Linked DNA regions of Sminthopsis crassicaudata: region 1 is linked to region 2. Evidence: chromatin contacts called from public Hi-C data. All regions are on one chromosome and are shown on one strand. The core of a region is the stretch at or near the end of the contact, and the rest is flanking DNA. Distances in the headings are between cores, read along the strand shown.

Region 1 (6,096 bases), core at 1,471-3,970, 140 kb before region 2:
GAAAATAGTATTAAATAAATAAATAAATAAAAATATGTTTATTTCCCATTATCCAGTAGATGACATTATGTTGGGAAAGAATTATAACACATATATCAATCAATATAATAAATGTAGAATGTTATTATGGCAGGAGACATCCAGATAAGGTGTTCTAGGTAATGTGGAAGGAAGGCTTTCTCCACTTCTTCATCCTCCTGAGCCCCAGATAACCACCTAAAACACACCTCTCTTCTCTATAGTCACTTCTGGTTTTTTCCAGCTTCCTCACTAATCCCTGCTATCCTCTTTTATCCACCATTTTCTTTCCCCTCTTTCATTGACTTTTGGATCCTATGTTTCTTAGCTAGATCCCAATGACAGTGGTCTAAAAATCCCTATCTTTCCTCCTCTTTCTGCTGTCTCTTTACCATTTAACTCTAGTCAAATAGCCTTAGGTAGGAAGTACCTGGGAATCTTCAAGTTAATTCATTTCAGTAAACATATTAGATGCTCACTCTATAATGGATGGCATATAGAAACTGGAATTGGGAAGATCTGAGATCAGTTAGAAGACCTGACTTTAAATCCTATCTCAGTTGCTTGCTAGCTCTGTGACCTTGGATAACTTTTTACCTTCCATGTGTCTTAGTTTCTTCACTTGTGGAAACAAAACTTGTCCCACCAGGTTGTTGTGAACTGTTTTGCAGACCTTTAAGTTCTATGTAAAGGCTAGTTATTATTGTTACTAATATTATTACTGTGTTCAAGATACTGTCCTTAGTAATGAGCTTTTAATGATGAGAAATAATACAGTCCCTATTTTCAAGAAGTTTACCTTCTTCTAAGTTCTTACCTTCTAGAAAGGACAAGTCATTTATCTACAAAAGAGTAATACAAGGGTGACCATATAGTGATTGGCATACTATATATATATACATATATATATATATATATATTCAAGAAATGGCTAGATGAATCAATAAATGAATAGCTGAATGACAAAAAAAAACAGTGGGAAAGAGAGTCAAACAAAATAGTCTAAAATATGAAGAAGGAGAATTTGGGGAGAGCTGGGGAATTTGGGAAAAGTTCATTGAAGATTGTGGTATTTGAGTTGAACCTTACATGAAGAGAAAGTCTTCAGTAGTTTGAGAAAAAGAGTGAGTACTTTTTGGGCATTGGGTATAGCTTGTGATAAAAGATGCAAAGAATTGGAAAATGGCTGGAAAAGATCAGAGAATAGTTACATGGAGAGCATGAATTGAATAGTGTTAAATTAGCGTGCAGAAATTGGAGACAGATTGTGGGAGGTCTTAAATGCCAGTCTGGGCAATGAGGTGATAAGAGTGTGTTTCATGCTAGAGGCAAAAGGGAATCACTTAATACTTTTGATCAGATGAGTGTCTCAATCTGACCATAGTCTTTTCATGGCCCGCATGGTATTCCTGTTAATTCATATTTGATCCTTACTATCTGTATGACTTTGGGTAAGTTATTGCTCTTCTCTGGATCTTCTCTAGGAATGGTTGGACTAAATGACTGTCAAGTTTTCTTCCAGCTCAAAATTTTGTGACAATAGTACAAACCAAGTGGCCATTGAGAGTCTCTCTTGTATACTGATTCTTCCTTGGCCTCCCTTACTCTGCTCCTGAGTATTTGCAATAAAATAGCTAGATGGCTCATTCAAGGCTGGTAGTGAAGAAGGGAGGCCCCAACATTCTCCATCAACAATAAATTTAGAACCTTATGAGCATATTCTAAAGAGATGAGAAAATTTTGTGGTAAATGTCTTGTGATCTGTGCAAAAATGAAAAGATCTTCTATCCCAATATAGTGCTAATAATCAAAGACCTAGAAGAGGAGATAAAAATCACAAGAGAATAGAATGAGGCACATATCATCCCAGTCATCTGGTTTGCTCCTGGAATTATATTCTATATGAGGATAATGTCAGTGATCCTACAGAGGAAGAGCTTCCAATTGAATTTGTTCAACTATAAGAAGTAATTTTAATTACCTGTGCAGTAATCCACAAAATACTAAAAGTAAATGAATGAGGGACATCACTGACCTCTATCTGAATGCCATCAAAAGTAATGATTAGATTTTCAAATAATTATAATGAAAAAGCAACAAAAATAATATAATTACTCATTTACATAACACTTTAAAAGTTTAAAAGTGATTTTCATGTATTTTTCATTAGATCCTCACAATAAAATTTTGAAGAGGCTAAAGGAAGTACTATTATCCTCATCTTACTGTGAAGAATGAGATTAAATGGCTTGTCAATCTTACACATTAATTATTGGAGGCTGGATTCAAAATCAAGTCTTACCTGATTTTGAGTCCAATGCTTTCTTTCCAAAGAAGTTCTTCAATCAATAAATCTTTATTTCATATTGACTATGTAGCTTGAAGACAAAGAAAGACAAGAAGCTCTGTCTTCCTGGCACTTATGTTTCCATGGTCAAGAGAGAAACAATATAGATCCATAATAGTCATAGAAAATATGCCCAAAATAAATACAAAGTCAGTTGACATTAACAGAGACTTGGATAATGAGTTTGTAGCAGAGATGGTGCTTAAACTGAAATCAAATGTGTTTGCATCATGTCATCCCTGGTTCCAGAATTATATGCCTTCTCCTTGACTCCATGTCAGTTTGCCTTCTCCTCTCTACCTCAAGTATCAGGATGCTCAGACTAGACAAAGACACTTAGGCTCAAATTTTAAGATGATCCGGACAGAAAAACAATGTCAAATCTCATCTTTCCTTGCAGGAACCGGAGGCCAGGAAGAGGTCCAAGTATTACAGCCTGATGATCATGTTTCTGGGATAGAGGGAGGCACTATTCTTCTGCACTGTATGGTATTTGGTTTTCCACTACCAGGACCAGTGAAATGGTTCAAGGGCAAAGAGCCCCAGAGAGAAGAAATTTTCAATTTCAAAGGAATTATCAATCACCGAATAAAGGCAATAGACTTTTCTAAGAGCAACACAAATTTCTCCATCAGCATTAGCCACATCACCCCAGAGGACTCGGGCACCTATTACTGTGTGAAGTTCAGAAAGGGGATTACTGCTGTCAAAGAATTTAAATCTGGCAGTGGCACCAAGCTCACTGTGAAGGGTAAGTAAAAAGCCTTGAGACTCCTATCTTTGTCCTGCTAAAAAAAATCCCAGACTCAAGACTCAGGACTTTGCCCAGCGAGGGCTCTCTAGTTTTTTCTTGAGGCTGAGGAAAGAAAGTCGTAGGACAGGGGAGGTTCCAGCTTCAGAACAAGGTGCCCCCAAACTAGGACAGTATGAAAGATCCAGCCTTGGGCCTTATTCCTCCTTGACTATATACCAGCTTTCAAGGTGCTGGCTCCCCTTAGAAACATCCAAGGATCATTAATGTTTCCTTTTTAAGGCTTTTTGTCTTTTATTTTTCTTAACTTTCACTGATCACTAAAGCCAAGTCTAAGGAACTAACCTCCTTGTGTGGAAAAGATTGGTATCTTTCATCCCACAACACTTTTGCTGCTTTTATAATCCCTCTTCTAAGCTCTTTGATCCTTTATGTCATTTGAAGATTACCTGAGTGAATAAGGAACCTTCCTGATTTAATATATTTCTAGGATCAGAGACCAACAACACTAGTTGCCTAATCTAGTATTGGCTCTCTTTTCCTTACTCTAGACAATATAAGTAGGATATCTGATAGTTATGTAAGAAGTGAGAAAGTATATGTTTATCCATAAAGTGTTATTACAACTGCATGAGCTTATTTGGCAGAAAATCAAGAAGTAGGAATCCCACACATCCATTTTTGTAGATATGGTGCTTCATCCTAATGAGCAAAAGTGCTATAAAGTGCTATAAAGAATACACAGCCTTCAAGTTTTCTATTTCCTCTCATCAAATCTAGATATGATGATTAAATTTATCCAATCAAAATGATCTCCGTATCTCCTAGACTACTAGAAACATCAACACTCCTCTAAACATGCTCTATTTCACTGAATGCTAATCAAGTGGTTTTGACATTAAGGAAATGATTTGCCCTGGAAGATGGATATTTTTAGATACTTTGGGCAGCATGTTCCTCTTGAAGGTTAAAAAGATTAGAAAACTCTCTCTTTTTTCTCTTTCTCTGAATGTGAATATATAGAGATAGAGATATAAATATACAAACACAAAACATATACTGTAGGGTTTTGTACTCTGAGAGACTCGGAATATCCATAGATGTTACATAGGTTATTCTGAATCCCAGAATTTTAATAAATGAATATTTCAGTTTGCTCTCTTTCTGTATCTGTACTTTTTGTAATCCATCAGACAAAGGTAGATAATGCCACACATTTTCCAAATGATGTTCAACATTCCTTATTCCCTGCATTACACAATCAAATAGGGCCAATTGTTAGATGAAAACTCAGGAACCTGGGACTTGTCTTCTCTTCTGATATGTAAATGTGGACCTAGGATCTATGAGGTTCTAAAACTCCTGTTTTTACACTCAGTGCCCTGTTGTTAGCAAGGCCCTTTCCTGGTCCCATTTTGAATGATTCTTTGCTTGGATAATAGGAAGGTATGGCCTGACTGGGAGATCTCAGCACGGAACTTCCAATCACTTCCATATAGAAGTGTGTTCATTCTCGAGATCTTCAGCCAATTTTCCATTTGCCAGTGGTTTCATGATATCCAATGTCTCTCCTATGTCCAATGACATTGACTATGGCACTTCCTTCATCTGCCTAGGTCTTATCACTTACAGTATTATACCTCACCTCTCGTACCCCATGGTTGACCAAAGGCCCAAAATTTGGTGCACTGGGAGTATATACAATAGAGACCGAGATAACCTGTGAAGAAGAGATGATCAAATTGCCCAATTCCTCATTTGTCTTAGTACTTCAGAAAATGGGAGATTTCATTAACCCCTTGGGTAAATTCTTCACCAATGTAAATAGCAGATATTCCATAGCTTAAGCAATGCCTTTTCGTGAATGACTGTACCCAACTCTTAGTAGATGATCTCTATTTCAACACTAAATTAAAAGACAAAATGTCTGATGGTAAATGGCTATAGGGAAGATGTTTGCCTATGGTATCAAGAAGATAACATTTTTCAACAGATGCTACAGGGAATGAGCACAGTCCAGCAAAGAAAAAAAAATAATCATAAAAATGTGAGGAACAATTGCAATTAGTCCTTATTCATTTGTTGTGACTTCATTTGTCTATAGATGATCTCCTCAAGTAGCATTTAGCAGCTTTGAAGTACAAGAAGAATAGGTGAATTGCTGGGATGTGATCCAGGATGGAGGTGTGTAATAAAATGTGACTGGCAGTCAGGAAAGGGAGTAATGACTCCAGGAAGAAGGTAAAATCTGAGCAATGAAAAGAATTGAAGGAATGGAGTGGGGTAGAGGAATATGAGGTTGGAGTGAGGACAAAGAATAGAGTTAGAAGTGGAGAGAGAGATTGAAGAACAAGAGTTTATGATTAAAGAAACAAAGTTTAAAATATAGATTTTGGTGGAATTATGAGTGGTGTCAGGTTCTGAAGTATTCGTGTGGGAGCTTAGGTAGGAAAAAAGTCAGAAAAGAAATGAAAAAAAATTAGTAGGTCATAGAAGTTTTTAAGGTTGACGAATTGATAGATCATGAGTCCATTTTAAGTCTTACTTTCTCTAGGAGGTGGAATCCAATTATCCTGTTCCTTCTCTCTTGGAGGCTATGAATGGAATCCTTCCTGTTCTAGTAATGTACCCAAGTTATGTCTCTCTCATATATCTGATTTTCTTTCTTCTGTGCTCCTGACTTCTCTATAACTACCACTTCTTTCTGAGCCTGAGAGATGCTGCTACTAACTCCCCTTGGCAAGGTCTAGAAATTCAGGCTGTCAGAACGCTTGCCTCTCCAATATTGGCTCCAGCTTCAGTCATCCCTTAGGCAATCCCTGCCACTGCTGCTTAATGTCTAATATCTTTAGGCTATCAGTGGCATTTATAGGAGTGGCAGCTAAGTGGTTCCATGGATAGAGTGCTGGACTGGAACTCAGGAAGAACTGTATTCAAATATTAGTTCAGATCATTAAAAGTAGTGATTCACAACTTCTAT
Region 2 (6,173 bases), core at 2,782-5,281:
CTCTTCCTCCTCTTCCCTCTCCTTTACCTCCCCAGCCTCCCCATCACTTCCCTCCTCCCAAATCTGCTCCTTCCTTCTTACTTTTTCCCTTCTCTTTTCCCCCTCCTCCTTTTCTGACACCCCCACCTCTCCTTCCTAAAGTATTTCTAGGACTTGTGAAGTGAGGACAGAATTATATCCCTGTGACAAGGCACATAAACATAATTAGAGAAAATGATGTAAGGTTATAGTGAAGCACAGCATTTGGAGGCAGATGATCTGCCCTCTTCTTAGGTGACCATGAACAAGTCATAAAATTTTCTTGAGTCTCAGTTTCCTTCACTATAGAGGATAATAATACTTATTCCACTTACCTGGAAAGAATATTAAAACTATTACCTGGATGATTTCAGAAAGGCCTGGAGAGACTTACATGAACTGCTGCTGAGTGAAATGAGCAGGACCAGATCATTATATACTTCAACAACAATACTATATGATGATCAATTCTGATAGACGAGGCCCTCTCCAACAATGAGATGAACCAAATCAATTCCAATAGAGCAGTAATGAACTGAACCAGCTACACCCAGCGAAAGAACTCTGGGAGATGACTATGAACCACTTCATAGAAACCCCAGTCCCTCTATTTTTGTCCACCTACATTTTTTATTTCCTTCACAGGCTAATTGTATACTATTTCAAAGTCCGATTCTTTTTGTACATCAAAATAACTACTTGGACATATTCGATTTAATTTATACTTTAACATATGTAACATGTATTTGGGCAACATCTGGGGGAGGGGGATGGGGAGAAGGAGAGGAAAAATTGGAACAAAAGGCTTGGCAATTGTCGATGCTGTAAAATTACCCATACATATATCTTGTAAATAACAAGCTATAATAAGAGTAAATAAATAAATAGACAAAGAAAAAAAAAAGACTATTACCTGGAAAAGGCTGTGTCATCAGTCAGTAAGTCAATAAACATTTGTTAAGTACCTACTATGTGCCAGACTTTGTGCTAAAGGATAGCTTAGTTAGTAACAGAGTCTCATATGAAAAAGTGTTCCAAATCACTATTGATCAGAGAAATGCAAATTAAGACAACTCTGAGATACCACTACACACCTGTCAAATTGGTGGAACAAATAATGATGAATGTTGGAGGGGCTGTGAGAAAACTGGGACACTGATGCATTGTTGGTGGAGTTGTGAATGAATCCAACCATTCTGGAGAGCAATCTGGAACTATGCTCAAAAAGTTATCAAAATGTGCAAACCCTCTGACCCAGCAGTGCTACTACTGGGCTTATATCCCAAGGAAATACTAAAGAAGAGAAAGGGACCTGTATGTGCCAAAATGTTTATGGCAGCCCTTTTCATAGTGACTAGAAACTGGAAACTGAGTGGATTCCCATAAATTGGAGAATGGCTGAATAAATTGTGGTATGTGAATGTTATGGAATATTATTGTTCTGTAAGAAATGACCAACAGGAGGAATGCAGAGAGGCTTGGAGAGACTTACATGAACTGACGCTGAGTGAAATGAGCAGAACCAGGAGATCATTATACACTTCAACAGCAATACTGCATGAGGATGTATTCTGATGGAAATGGATATATTCAACATAGAGAAGATCTAATCCAATTCCAATTGATCAATGATGGACAGAATCAGCTACACCCAGAGAAGAAACACTGGGAAATGAGTGCAAATTGTTTGCATTTTTGTTTTTCTTCCCAGGTTATCTTTACCTTCTGAATCTAATTCTTCCTGGGCAACAGCAAAAAAAAAAAAAAATTAATTTGGTTCTGTATACATCTATTGTATCTAGGATATACTATAACATATCTAACATGTATAAGACTGCCTGCCATCTAGGGGAGGAAGTGGAGGGAAGGAGGGGGAAAATTCGGAACAGAAGGGAGTGCAAGGGATAATGTTGTAAAAAAAAAAAAAAAAAATTTACCTATACACATGTACTGTCAAAAAAATGTTATAATTATAAAAATTAATTTAAAAAATAAAAAATATAAATAAATAAAAATAAAAAGGACATTTCATGAAAAAAAAAAAAAAGTTCTTTCATCTGAATGGTTAAAAAGTCCTTTACCTATTAGGAAATTGTTCCCTCTTAGTTGAAGGAAGATTCCTTTAACTTTTACCTACTCTTCCAAGCATTCAACAAACATGTATGGTATGCTGAGATCTTTGCTGATTACTGGAAGAAAATTAGATTAGACATTGATTAGAGGAAGATCAAGCAGATAGGGGCAGAGTAGAGAGAGGGCCAGACCTGAAGTCCAGACCACCTAATTTCAAATAAGGCCTCAGATACTAGCTGTGTGACCCTGGGCAGGTCACAAGAATTCTGAAATGACTGAACAATAAATAATAGCAATAACAAAAAATCTGATCAGTGTTCAAAAGGAGGAAAACAAACAGGAATGCAGATCACCATAATACACATGCCTTCTTGAATCTGTTGTCAAGCTCCAGCTAGCTGACCTTCCTAACATCGCTCACATACAGTCATGCTATCTTCTGACATACATATCCTTGTCATCTCATGCCTAAGCTATTAAAATGGCCTCCTTTTTTACCTCCTGTCTCAAATCTCTTTCCACTCAGCTATTAAAACAATCTTCCTAAATTGCAGATCTAACCATGTCACTCTCTTATTCAAAAAACTTATTTGAGACACTAAAAGTATCTCCCTGTTGTTACTATGATCAGAGATAAAATCTTGTTCAGCTTTTAAGGCCCTTCCCCTCTTGTCCTGTTCCTGCCTTTCCTGAGACCTCACTCCTCTCCGCAGATGAATGATGCATTAGCCGGCTCCGCGTTGAGGCATTTTCACCGGCTGAAATTTTCATTCATTCATTGGCATCTTCCATTTCCGAAGTCCCAGCTCTTCTGCTTCCTGGTTTCCTTCAGGTCTCAGCTAAGATTCCACCTTCTGCACCCCCCCCCCCCCCGGGGATTATGTCCTGTATGTATCTAGCAATATAGTTTTTGATTGTCTCTGTGGTTGTGAGTTCTAAAGACAAGGGCAAAATTGGCCTTTCTTTGTATTCCCATGTGGTTGGCAAAGTCCCAGGCAGATAGAAGGTGCTTAATAAATGCATGTTAACTTATAAAAACCTCATTACATGTGTGCAAAAGTTATAGTGGATGGAGTGGCTGTGTTTGGGCTAAAAGCGAGGATCAAAGGGAATCGGGATTTTGCTGGGAAGGACGGTAGGAAAGAAAACTCGAGGAGAAAGAATTTGGGTTGATTTTGGAAAACTACTTGGATGGAGTCTCAGAGGTTTCTAGAAGGGTGACGGGAACCCCACAGGAGGATAAATGGACATATCCCGTTCTGGAACGCTGGCAGGCTTAATTCTTGATTCTTTAAGCGCGCTGGCGGGAAGGCTCTGCTTTCCTCAGTGATTCTTGTACGTCCCTCGGGGGCGGGGGAGGAAGGGGTTCTCATTTTGAAATGGGGTGCTTTCACCTCGAATAACCAGACTGAAGAGCAAGGGTCAGCATTAACCTTGCCCTCACCTTCCCTGACTGGACTTTCGTGAGCACGAGTGGAGCACTATCCTGGAGCACTCCAGGGTCCCGTTTGAGGACTTCCCGAATCATGCATAGAGATATTTCTCACGAGGAGGAAAGTTAATAACGCGCGCCGTGTCTGAGCTGACAGTCTAGTCCAGTTGGCTCCTTTTATAGGTAGGGAAACTGAGTTGGGGGGGAGGGGTGCCCCACAGAGGCAGGAATGAGTATTACGCTCGAGCTCTCCAAAGTCGCTTCCAGTTCTGACAGCCTGTGATTCTGGGATGCTCCCCTAAATGGAGAGGGATGCAATAACCAACCTAGCTAGGTCATCAGTGGCCTGGAGAGTACCACGAGACTGAAGTTACTTCGAGAGACCCACCAGGGGGCGCAGTGAGGTCCGAGAGACCGCGGGCGTTTCCCACACGGAGGGCATTGTGTGGGACACCACGCGCGGCCCAGGGCGGGAGGGGGCGGGGCTGCGGCCGGAACGCCGCGGCGGGGGCGGGGGCAGCGCGGTGCCGGCCGGAGCGGTTTGGGCGGCGCACCGAGGGCAAGATGGCGGAGCGGCAGGAGGCGCTGAGGGAGTTCGTGGCGGTGACCGGGGCCGAGGAGGACCGGGCCCGCTTCTTCCTCGAGTCAGCCGGATGGGACCTGCAGGTAGCAGCGGGGCTGGCGCGAGCGGGCGAGCGGGCGGACGTGGGGCCGGGGCGGGCAGGAGAGGCCGCAGCGACCGAAGCGCAGAGTCATCGGGGGCTAGGGGAGGCCGGGCCGGACTGGGAGGAGGTGATGGGGCGGGGGCGGGGACCCTCGGCTCCGGTCCCAGGCCCCGCCCCCATCCTCGACCCTCACCCTCTACTGGGAGCCCCAGGCCGAGCCGGCTCCGGGACAGCGTCTCCCCGGGAGACGGCGGGACGCGCCTGCCTGTGGGAGTGCTTCTCTGGGCTTCGTCTACGTCTAGGGACGAGCAGGCCTGACCCAGCCCAGAGACACACACGTACACGCCCCGACAAGGCCACGGAGACGCGGGGTGCATATGTGTGCGTGCGTGTGTGCGACACGAGCCGTGCACGAGGGGCAGAGGCACCCGTCTGCACTGACATTGCAGGGACACACACATGGACACTCGGGCGGGCGCCCACCGCCCTCCGGCCCACGCAGATGCTGACACACCGCAGCGTCACTGACGCAAACACAAACACTGACAGGCAGGAAAGCCGAGTGACAGGCCCTCGGGACCCCGACTTCCTCCTGGAGAGATCCGGGCTGCTTGTACACTCGCGATGATAATCCCCATGACCGCAGCGCTGTTACGTTGGCCGGTCCTTTAGCCCCAACCACCCTCTGAAGGAGGTAGTGCAAATATTCTCTCCATTTTGCAGATAAGAAAACTGAGGCTGACAGTCTATGACCTGCCCAGGGCGCACATCTAGTAACATCTTCCGCCTGAGTCCAAGACCGCCTCAGCCCTGATGGCCACCCTCCCCTCAGCCATGCTAATTCACTCACCCTCTCCTCCCCACCCTCCTTCGCTTTCTCACCTTTTACCACAGCCCTTCAAAGAATTCATACTGATTTCCAGGGTAGCTTTTAGGGGCTGTCCGCGTTTACCCCACAGCCTCAGCCTAGGCTGGCTTAAGGAGCTCCACGTAGTTCAAGGTTTTAGTTCAAGGTTTCTTCAGCCTTCCCCCCCCCCCCCCTTTTCTTGGTGGCAATTCCCAATAAAGAGACACAAAATTTCCTCCAGGAGTAGTTAGTGGGGAAAGCTGGCCCAGTTTAAATACCCATTAAGACAGTTCTTAAATTGCCCTGAATTGAAATATTTTCCTCCCCACTTCGAATTTCGAACAACACTGTTTTAAGTTTGATCTGGCCCAGTCACTACTGTCTGTGTCCTCTGTATAATATGTCCTATCAATTGGAATCTGTGTTTGTGATGATAGATTGTCGCAGGTGGTTGGCACCTTAGAAGTCTGTTTAGGCTTTTACAGAAGAGAAAACTTAAAGCTGCTTCTTAGTCTCTTCAATAAATCTGTACCACCAGAATACGAATTATATTTCTCTCTGGTGTTTCTGACTTACACCCAAGTAAATGAAATGAAAACATCCGGTAAATGAAGGACTGTTTCTAAGGGGCCCGTGACTCTCTTTCAGATTGCCCTGGCCAGCTTTTATGAGGATGGAGGTGATGAAGACCTTGTTTCACTTTCCCAGCCAACACCCAGCTCAGTGTCCAGAGGCACAGCCCCCAGGTAAGTACCAGTTTCTGATCTTATCAATCCATACTGAATGAATTAGTTTTACAGGTCACTTATTGTGTTCCTGATAAAGTCTATGTTCCTCATCCTAGTATCAAAGACTCTATAACTTACAGTCATTTCCAACATTGCTTTCTTAGGCAAACTCTGTGCCCAGACAGACTCTGCTATTTCCCATTCTTTAATATGTCCTAAGTTTCTCCTTTGTTTCAAACTGTCTTCCTTTCCTAGGAGCCTATTATCACCATGAATTGTTCCCCTTCCTTCCTCCAAACATAAAGATTTTCACTGCTGCCCATTAAAATTTTATCCCTTCTTTAAGTCTTAATTCCCCTGACACTTCCTTCATGAAATCTTTGCTGTCTTCAGCATGCTGGTATGATCTT

What was found. A called contact is a pair of places that touch in the nucleus more often than the background predicts.
Region 1: a Hi-C map of hippocampus shows a contact between it and region 2, with 2.3 times the contacts expected there. The contact joins the promoter of LOC141552899 here to the promoter of NSFL1C in region 2. A contact is called at or near these places in 2 of 2 Hi-C or Micro-C datasets (fibroblasts and hippocampus).

The regions. Positions count from the first base shown.
Region 1 is chr2:454,038,089-454,044,184 of ASM4859323v1, reverse strand. LOC141552899 (signal-regulatory protein beta-1-like) reads left to right here and starts at 2,720. Exons shown (of 5, transcript XM_074284818.1): 1 at 2,720-3,120. The coding sequence starts at 2,720.
Region 2 is chr2:453,897,934-453,904,106 of ASM4859323v1, reverse strand. NSFL1C (NSFL1 cofactor) reads left to right here and starts at 4,031. Exons shown (of 9, transcript XM_074292881.1): 1 at 4,031-4,189; 2 at 5,684-5,781. The coding sequence starts at 4,088.